Linked DNA regions of Macaca mulatta: region 2 is linked to region 1. A link is a contact called in public Hi-C data. All regions are on one chromosome and are shown on one strand. Each heading gives the region's core, a stretch centred on a gene start, on an enhancer-like site or on the middle of the called end of the contact. The rest is flanking DNA. Distances are from core to core; before and after follow the strand shown.

Region 1 (5,219 bases), core at 1,807-4,306:
TGTTAGCCGGGATGGTCTCAATCTCCTGACATTGTGATCCGCCCTCCTCGGCCTCCCAAAGTGCTGGGATTACAGGTGTGAGCCACCGCACCTGGCCTAGACTTTGTTCTTAAAAATGTAAAAACATCTATTTTTTTGCAGTTTTGCCTTTTGGCAATAAAAGTATCATTATATATAATATATCTTTAATACATATAATGCCATTAATAGATATAGACTGTACTAATGACTGTTAGAATATATAATATGTGTGTATATTATATATTCTATATTCTATAATATATAATATATAATATATAATATAATATATAATATATTATATTATATTATATATAATATGTGTGTATATTATATATTCTAACATTCAGTGTGTGTGTATATATATACACACATATTATATATTCTAACATTCAGTGTATGTGTATAAACATATACACACATTATATACTCTGATATTCATTAATAAAGTCTATATAGAGTGAAAATTGTGACATTTAGGTTCTTACTGGCTGAAGTCATTTTAAATATTCCATGTTAGTGTAACTTTTTGATTGTTCACAGACTATTCAGTGTCTGAAGTTGTTTTACTATCTTCAAGGGCAAAATGAAATTCTTTGTACACTTGTTGGGTTTTCTTTGTTTACCTTGAGGGCGAGCTGGTGAGGACTTAAAGGCAAGTTGAATGCGTCTGGTTTCAAATCCAATGAATGCAGCTCCCGGAGGCTGTGATTAAAAGGCGTTTGTGTGTTTTTTAGAAGCACATTGGAGATCTTTCACAAGCCCTTAAAGAAGTCAGGAATAAAACGTTGCAGCTTCCCAGGGAGAGAGCAACTCTGACCCTAAAAGTTAAAGTTACACCCCAGACGTGGAAAACAGGAAATTTCAGATGGTTTTTGGCAAAACACACAGCTCCACTCCTTCTCTTGGTGTGCTGAGTTTTCCCAAGTCTGTGTACTCCTTATAGTGCAGGGATTCTCCAAAGGCCAACATTTCAGTTCCAGAAAGAGCAAGAGCATCAACAGCAACAACCACAAAACAACTTTACCAAGAGCAAGCAAATTACAGCGTCTTGGGGGTTCCTCTGCAAATTCCACACCCATGCGGCGGGGCAGGACATCTGCCGGGCAGCTGGGGAATATCCTTCCCAGGGGTCGCGGGAGGCGCTGTTGTTCAGGAAAACAAGTTGTGTGTTTGTGAATGAGCGCACTTTGTGGTTCGTGTATTCAGGCAGGACAAACTACACCACGGGGTTGGGCAGGGCTGTGTGTGCTGGAAGTGTATGCTTCTTTGTTTTGTCAGCTTCCCGAGAGATCAGGGAGAGCACAGATATATCCCTTTTTCAGTTCAGAGGAAAACACCCAACGACAACCTCAACAAACACAACAACAACAGCGAGGACGAAGAGTGAGCCAGAAATTCCATCTGCATGAAGTGTGCTGGGAAAAGCCTGGCGAGAAATCCTGGTTGGTGAAAAACAGATTCGGTGCTTATTGTTTTGCTCTGTGAGTAAGTCACCAAAGAAATGTGGGCATGTGCCGTTGGAAAGAAAATAGACTTCCACAAAATGTATGAATCACTTTTGTTAATTGTCAAAGAAAATATGTATTAAGTGATTACTTAGCCCCCTGGAATTAAAACAAAATGAAAACAAACAAGCATCCTATGTCTCTCAATACTTTTAAAACTGAAGATGGCAAAATAATGCAAACCAAAGCCACCAGTGCATCTTGGCATGGTCAGCTGAGGAGGGCAAGTTTTCTGAAACCTTAAAAAGTATCTTGGTGTCATGAGCCTTAGAATTATTTGAAAGGCAGCCAACTCCCCTCTATCTTTCATTAAGCCTCAGAAAGGAATCCAGGGAGCTGGGGTTTGTGGAAGTTAGAATTTAACTGATGAGCCAGAGCTGCTTCTCCCCCGTGATAGGTCACCGTGAATCAGAGTATTTTGTGGTTGGCCTATTCAAACAGGCAAGCACTTGGTGGTTTGTCTTTTGTTTAATTTGTTACCAGATCCCACAAGATATTTTTCAACAGAATTTCAGAAAGCATCTTGGGAAATCCACAAAAATGGCCTGAGTCATCTAACCAGAAACAGTCCACACCACATCTGACTCTGAATGCCTGGCTTTTCTTTCTTTGGGGAGAAAGTTCTCAGCCTCAGTTGGATGAAAGGGCAGGGAAGTAGAGATTGATGTGGGGTTTACAGGGACATAAAGAGAAATTACGAGCCCAGACTCTGAAAATTTTTAAGGTATCAGGAAAGTGCTCATGATAGAAACTGACAGTTGCTTTGGTGCCTGGGATGGTTATTAAGGATCAAAAGAACGTGGAGATGCTGTTATGGAAAAGTGACTGTGTTATGAATCTGTTGCTAAAAATGATGATTTCAAGGAGGAGAACGACATTCCATCCACCTATGACATGCATTTCACATTCGGTCAAGGGTTAGGCCAAGAATTTTTTTTCTTTCTTTCTTTCTTTTTCTCTTTGTCTCTTTTTCTTTCTTTCTTTCCTTCTTTCTTTCTTCTTTCTTCTTTCTGTCTTTCTGTCTTTCTCTTTCTTTCTTCTCTCTCTCTTTCTCTTTCTTCTCTCTCTCTTTCTCTTTCTTTCTCTTTCTTCTCTTTCTTTCCCTCCCTTCCTTCCTTCCTTCCTTCCTTCCTTCCTTCCTTCCTTCCTTCCTTCCTTCCTTCCTTCCTTCCTTCCTTCTTTCTTCTCTCTCTCCCTCTGTCTCTCTTTCTTCTGCACAGCACTTTCAGCTGTAAACCCACAAAGCAGGTTAGGTTTCCTCTGGCCTGTGACCTAATCTTTAGTATTAGAGGAAGCACTGATTTGTTTGCTCCGACGTAAGCCCAAAGGGAATTTGGCTTCTTGATTTATAACAGGATTGGGTTTCAGGCTTCTAACAGTTAAAACCGGTCTTCAGCAGAGACTCAAGCAGAGGGAATGAAAGTTACACAGTGCGTGGATTAGTCCTTTGGTGTTTTTGACACAGTTTCTTTTCATAGGAGAATCTTATTTCAAATAGGGAGGCGTTTCCCCTTTTTAGAAAATGCTTGTGAAATGCATGACTCATTACGCCCTTGCAAACAGCCAAAAAAGTTCTGCAGACTCTAGGACAGGACTAAACCGCAGCGAAGTCTAATATTTCAGAGTCTTGCTGAAACAGCTGTTCCCATTCGGGTCTGAGAGCGGGTGGGAGTAGAGATGGTGTGTGTGGGGGGGCGCCCACTTCAGTTCCCCAAAGCATCAGCTGCTCCCTGTCTTGAACAGAATCAGCTCCAACAGGGAGAGGCTTGGACATGCCCGCCACTGACGCTGCCAGGCCTCGAACTCTACTGAGAGTTGGATTTTTCCCAGTGTGTGCTATCTCACTCTTATTTGAGGAATTTGAGTTAGAGCAAAATGTGGCCAGAGAAGGAGAAGGAACACCAACACCTCAATTATTGAGGGAAAAGATGTGCAGGTTTTCTGTAGCAGTGAACCTGAAGGAGACACTGCTTTGTGTCTGGCTCCCAGAGGAAAAGCCCAAGTTGATCTTTCCTGTGAAACAGCTGAAGGTACCACCTTGAAAACTGGACATTTTCCCAAGCGTAGGCCAAGTTTCAGCTTGAATGCAGTCATCCTCGGTATCCCTGGGGAACTGACTCCAGCACACCCTCCCCACAACATCAGTGACTACCGAAATCTACAAAATGGTGTAGTGTTTGCCTATAACCGACATACATCCTCCCATTTGCTTTAAATCATCTCTAGAATCCTTATGGATATCTAATACAATATAAATGCCATTGAAATAGTTGTTGTGCTGTGTTTTTTGTTTGTATTATTGTTATTGTCTTTTTTTCTTTTTTTGAGATGCAGTCTCACTCTGTCACCCAGGCTGGAGTGCAGCGGTGCTATCTCAGCTTACTACAGCTTCTGCCTCCTGTGTTCAAGCAATTCTTGAGCCTCAGCCTCCCAAGTAGCTGGGACTACAGGCATGCACAACCATGCCAGGTTAATTTTTGTACTTTTAGTAGAGACAGGGTTTTACCATATTGGCCAGGCTGGTGTCAAACTCCTGACGTCAAGTGATCCACCTCCCTTTGCATCCCAAAGTGCTGGGATTACAGATGTGAGTCATCGCCCCAGGCCATGTTATTTTGTATTGTTTGTTCCATCTGCGGTTGGTTGAATCCGCTGATGTGGGACTCCGGTATATCGGCAGTGGGCTGTGTGTTGCTGGCCCCGTGTTAATAGGTACCTGTGTTTTCCTATTTGCTGTTATGTCAACAAAGACACGAGAACAATCCCTTCTAAGGGTGACTGCTTTTAGCTTCAAAATCAAGAACACTAAAACTCCAGCATCCATAGGAATGTATCACACGGGCTTAACCATATCATCTTCCTGAGAAATTGATGAAGGCCGGGTGTGCTACGTGTCACTGAACTTTATCCGGGGAGAGAGAACCGGATGACTATTGCCAGGTGGTGTTGGAAAGCAACAGTAGCCATCGCCATACCCAGGACAGGGTCCCAACCACATGTGGGGAGTTTTCCCTGGATGAGCTCATGCCTCCTGGGAGCAAAGGGCAAGAGAGAGAGGCCCCGTGCTCAGCCCCACAACAAGACTTCAGCATCTCAAGAGCAGCAGGCAGTGGAACCTAGCATTACTTTTATTTTCCCGGTACGAACTATGCACTGAGTTTCAAAAGGGAATTTTTGGCTAGGTGTGGTAGCTCCCTCTTGTAATCCCAGCACTTTGGGAGGCTGAGGTGGGTGGATCACCTGAGTTCAGGAGTTCCAGACGAGCCTGGCCAACATGGTGAAACCCAGTCTCTACTAAAAATACAAAAATTAGCTGGGCAGGGTGGCAAGCATCTGTAATCCAAGCTACTTGGGAATCTGAGGCAGAAGAATCACTTGAACCTGGGAGGCGGAGGTTGCAGTGAGCCGAGATCGCACCACCGCACTCTAGCCTGGGCAACACGCTTTGTCTCCAAAAAAAAAAAAGGTTGGGGGGGGGATTTTCTAATTTATTTTTTACTAAGAAACACCATAAAATATTTTCGGAGTTTCTGTGTGTGCGTGTGTGTGTGTGTGTGTGTGTGTGTGTGTGTGTAGTCAAAAACCACAGAATAATTGACACATGCCTTTTTGACAATCTCGTATCTTAGGACCGACTTCAAAACACCCTGACGCTGTCCTGAGAGGCCTGAGAGAAGCAGGGCCCCTCTATAG
Region 2 (5,219 bases), core at 1,992-4,491, 1.4 Mb after region 1:
ACCGAGTTTTGCCAAAAGAATCAGAAGATTCTCCTGGAATGCCAGCATCACTGGCTGGAACTCTTCTGGAATCCAGGACAGTCTGTGATTTATTCACAACAAAGGTGAGGTCAGATATGCTCAGGAAATGCAAACTCATTTTTGCCTATGCCTGCAATCCGTAATCAGCATGAACAAGGTTGTATGATATGGATAGCCAACAGCATAATTTGCTTTATGTCTTTCCATATTCCCTCTGACCTCACCCTCTACTTAGATGGGAGCTATGGAACTAAAGGAAAGATCATAGAGAAATAGAGAAATTCATTAAGAGGCCCGTTAATGTTCAAGGGTTTTCCTTCCTAGGGCCACATTCCAGGATTCCAAAAGTTAACAAGAGACAGTATTTCCGTGCCAGAACACTCCAGTGAAACCCACATTTTCATTTCTCTTTCTACAGTGGAGTCACTGGGTTTGGATGTGTTCCTTTCTAGATTGCTTTTTGGCTTTCAAAAATTGTATGGGAAATTATTTAATTGACATTGATGTGGGGGAAAGCAGTAAATATTTAAATCTGATGAGGATGCTTTTAAAGGAAAATCATGCTGGCCCCAGGATAGCTCATCTTGCTTAACATATTAGGGCTGGGCAACAGAGTGAATGGAAATGTCAGGAAGAACATAATCCAATCCAACTAGTGACTGCACAAGCCAGGCCTTATTAAATAAGGCAACAGCCAAGGGAGCACTGGAAGTCCATTGTCCTAACTCAGTTAGTCCTGTGTGCTTTCAAGAGTCCTAAACAAAGGGGAATTTGAAATAACTAATTTGAACATGGTCAACACAGCAAACACATACCTCATAAGAAGGCATATTGATATGAAAATTTTAAAGTGTAAAGGTGCTGTAGATATCTCGGCCAAGCTATCTCCAACTTTTTCAATGATGTTTACAAATCTGTCAATTGGTATGTTTTAAGTATTTTTAAATCCATTCTTATGGTTACTTATTAATAACTTTTATGAGCTTTATGGTATATAAAATGAATTCAAATTTCCTTATCACATTGAATATTAAGTTCTGGTTTCCCAGTTCCATTTTCAAGATAGCTGATTGACAGTACATTACTAAGAAATATAACTATAATTGCTAATGCTTTGCTTTTTTATATAGGAAACAATACAAATGAAGATTGGAATTTTTACTATTTTTTTTAACAAAATTAGCAAATCATACACTTACAGATTCATACACAAGCCTAAGTAAGTAGACAAGCATTTATTGTATCCACTATACAATTCTTTCTCACCATTACGGAAATTAGCCTATTCCTGGATGGTTCAAAAGCTTCCTAAACACATGGAATTTAGATAATTACAAAAGGTTTTTATAATGGAGTCTCTTTTGCAAATCAATATAAAATTGTTAGCTGACCTGGAAGGGGGCACAGACCGGAAAGCCATTTGTTTTAATGGAGTCTTAAGAAAACTGCATAAAAAAGAATATGCTGTTAATGTCTTCCTAATAAATCAAAACAAGAGACTCTTTGTAGTATAGTAAATGTAACTTTGAGCAATGTTAATTATATTGTTTTTTAAAAGAACAATCCTGAATGTTGACTCGGAAACCACAGATTTCAGAACTTGCCTCTATAGTACCAATATTTCTTTTCATTGATGCTCTAACCTCTAAAAACTAATAGTAAATGATATATCAAAATGCTAACCAGCCTACAAAACTGAGTACTCTGATGTTTCTGAGAATTATTAGGGATATAAATTTAAAGCTCATATATGAATAAAATTAACTCAATCTGCAAATTTATGTATAATCCAAATAAAATATATATTTGATTTTTGAAAATTTCATAACTTTAAAGAATTTAAAATGTACATAAGATGAGAGAGGTTTTAATACGCAGCTTAAAAATTTGGAGCCTGAAATTAACTTTGATTCCAGCATTTCTTGCTTCCTGGTTTCAAATAATTATGAAGTTTAAAAATACTCAAAATAGCTCAAAGTAATATTTTATGTTATAATCAGTTTGTTTTACCTTTTTTTTTTTTTTTTTTGAGATGGAGTCTCGCTCTGTCGCCCAGGCTGGAGTGCAGTGGCACGATCTCTGTGCACTGCAAGCTCTGCCTCCCGGGTTCAAGTCATTCTCCCGCCTCGGCCTCCCTAGTAGCTGGGACTACAGGCGCCCACCACCATGCCCAGTTAATTTTTTTTGTATTTTTAGTAGAGACAGGGTTTCACTGTGCTAGCCAGGATGGTCTTGATCTCCTGACCTCGTGCTCCACCCGCCTTGGCCTCCCAAAGTGCTGGGATTACAGGCTTGAGCCACCGCGCCCTGCTGGTTTGTTTTTACTTTGCCTGTGAATTACTGTACTAGTTACAAAAATGGAAGCTAATTGGAAAAAAGTAGAAAAATCTCTTAAAAAACTTTTTAGGGGTCATTTATTTTTTTTAAGAAGTAACATGTGTTTAATGCTGTCTTGGATACACTAAAAAGCACGTAAGACACATGTGGACTCACTTAATACAATTGTTTTCCATATAAATATTGATATTTCAACTCCCTGAAATATTATTTATCTTTTTCTTTTCTTATTAAGGTATAAAATTTCTTTGCCTATTTCTAGAATCAAATAAGTTGCTATGAGCAACTTGGGAGAAACACAATAAGATTCTTTAAAATCTTTTTTTTTTTCTGTTTCTTTTTTTAAGTGTCCTGTTGGCCTGACTCATTGTGTTCTCACATCCCTTTGAAACCATATGGGGAAGTAATAAAGTGTGTCTCTTCTTCCAAAGATATGCACTGTTTATTAACTGACTAAGGAAAATACTATGAGCTCATTACTATTTGTCATACATGGTCATTCAAGCACACTGAGCAACAGACAAGACCAGGAAACACCCGTGTAAAAGGACAATGGATAATGGGCAGTTTAACAGTTTAATTTTTTATGAGAAAAAAAAGAAGTTGAATATGACCTTAGACAAAATACAAAACACAGCAACAGTAACACTGCTGGCCATTTCTATTCAAGGACAAACTCTGTTCTCTGCAGAGACTAGGAGGCAGGTACAGGATTCTGCCTGCAAATAACTTTCCTTCTTTAGCACTGAATTGTGCACATCGTAGCACCACTTATTGTCAAAAGAATTAAAAGCCTTCAGCAGCAGACATTATTACTGTCTTTCAAAGATCTCCTTCCTGGGAATTCCAGCACATGTAAACATATGCTTAAGGATTTAGCTCCATCTACAGGAAGCAGGAAATAAAACAAATTCTTTGTAAATACAAAGTCCTCTCTGCATACATCCATTTAGATAAGATTGTTTTTGCTTCTTCCAAACGATGCTTTTGGCTGAGAAAGTTCCAGCGAAGAAAGGAGAGCAGATACAGTCGGAAATGGGCATGTGATTCATCCATTCCTGGGGCTTTGAATCAGAAGAAAATCTGATTCTTCTTCATTAAATAAATTTCTATAAAAAGCAGCCATTTATAAAACATGACTTAGGAAACATATTGCCACGGAGGAAGCCTCTCCCAAGATTTTGGAGGGATTTATCAAACAAGAGTCCCTGAATGTTAAAGTTTCAGGTAATTCTGTCTCTGGATGTGGGGTTCATTCCCCTTCTTCCCCATAAACTTCCCAGCCTCTGAGAATATGTGCCACCCCCCATAAGTGTGCCTGCTGAGCCAGATCCCAGGACAAAGGGTGTCAAGGAGGGTTGGCGGAGATGGCTTGGGAAAACCTACCAATATCCTTTCTCAAAACAATGGCAGACATCTGGGTCCTGCCTTCTTTCCTGTTCCACATTAATTGACAATAAACATAGCTATTTACTTAAGAAGAAAGCAGAAACTCAAAAAATGGTTTGGTCACCAAAAAACACAAATGAAATAGTCCATTTTCTCCAAAGTCATATTTATCTGCTCTTAAATAACCTTCTAAAGAAGAGCGAATCATTAGTTGGACGTGGTAGTCAAGCCACGTCCTTCCATAGAGTTTTCTTCAGAGTATTGAGTGGAGATCATGCTTCTACAAGTAGCATGGCCTCCACATTCCTGAAAGCCTATGCCTCATGTTTCTTCATTGAATAATTCAAATCTAAAATTAGGGGTAAAATGCTCTATTGTACAAAGATACTGCCTTGTTTATATATCCAATTTCCATTTCTAAATAAATGTACAGTAGCTCCAAATGAAGAAACTGTATTTGGGTTAATCCTTTGTACCAAGAATAATGACTAGGCTCCAACCTGAATCCTGCATGAGTTTATACTGAAACTTCACCATATGTGTGAATCTATACTCACCAGATCATTTTATTCCAGAGTAAGGAGAAGATCTGCCACAAAGAGAAACACCCAACTCTACCCCAGGGATGCTACAATTCTCAAATTCCATAAATTAGATGTTTTTCAGCCTCAAGCCTTGCAATTCTCCTTCAGGTTTCTATTACTTTTGCATGAACGATAAACTCATAAAATGCAAGGTTCTGCTCTATTAAATAATGCATTATGGATGTCATATTATTTTGTAAAAGCTTCATAACATTTCTAAGCAAATAAATTATAGGAACTCTGGGTAAATGTAGTAGATTAGACACATGCTCGCCTATGTCTGCTCCTTCCGCAAATCCTGCTGAAATGATAGAGAAGAAGTATAAATTCACAGACAGGTGACTGAAAGGAGAGGCTGCAGTGGACGAGAGACATTAACAAATATTTGGACGGGGACGGCGGAAACTGACTTAGCAGAACAAAGGAAGCTGAATCTCAAGAGGATTTTTCACTAAAGAATGGGGAAAGATAAAAAACGAGAGGTTCTGAGTTTTGCAAGTGCAGTGAACTGACGGGGTTCAAAACCAGGAGGGCCAATTGACAGCTGGAATAAATAGTGATCAGGCATCTGAGTTTTTAAATGTTTTCTAACTGATGTATAATAGATGTACACACTTTCAGGACACACGTGATAATTTAATGCATTCATGTAATCAATAAAGATAAAACCAGTGCAACTAGGATGTCTATCACCTTGAATATTTGTCTTTTCTTTATGCTAGAAATATTGAAATTATTCTTTTTTAGATATTTTGAAATATACGATAATTATTGTAGACTATAGTCACCCTACTAATCTATCAGTCTTATTTATTTTATCAAACTGTATATTTGCAACCATTAATCTGAGACTAGTAACCATACCTCCCCAATACAGAAAGAAATTGA

What was found. A called contact is a pair of places that touch in the nucleus more often than the background predicts.
Region 2: a Hi-C map of fetal cortical plate shows a contact between it and region 1, with 2.5 times the contacts expected there. The contact joins two enhancer-like sites. A contact is called at or near these places in 2 of 14 Hi-C or Micro-C datasets (fetal cortical plate and fibroblasts).

Annotation. Positions count from the first base shown.
Region 1 is chr9:5,017,110-5,022,328 of T2T-MMU8v2.0, forward strand. No RefSeq gene overlaps it. Among named protein-coding and RNA genes, the nearest start is that of PITRM1, 310 kb to the left of the region's middle. Within about 2 kb of position 3,057, at least 12 of the 40 cell types and tissues checked have an H3K27ac peak or open chromatin away from gene starts, as enhancers often do.
Region 2 is chr9:6,372,715-6,377,933 of T2T-MMU8v2.0, forward strand. No RefSeq gene overlaps it. Among named protein-coding and RNA genes, the nearest start is that of AKR1E2, 55 kb to the right of the region's middle. Within about 2 kb of position 3,242, at least 8 of the 40 cell types and tissues checked have an H3K27ac peak or open chromatin away from gene starts, as enhancers often do.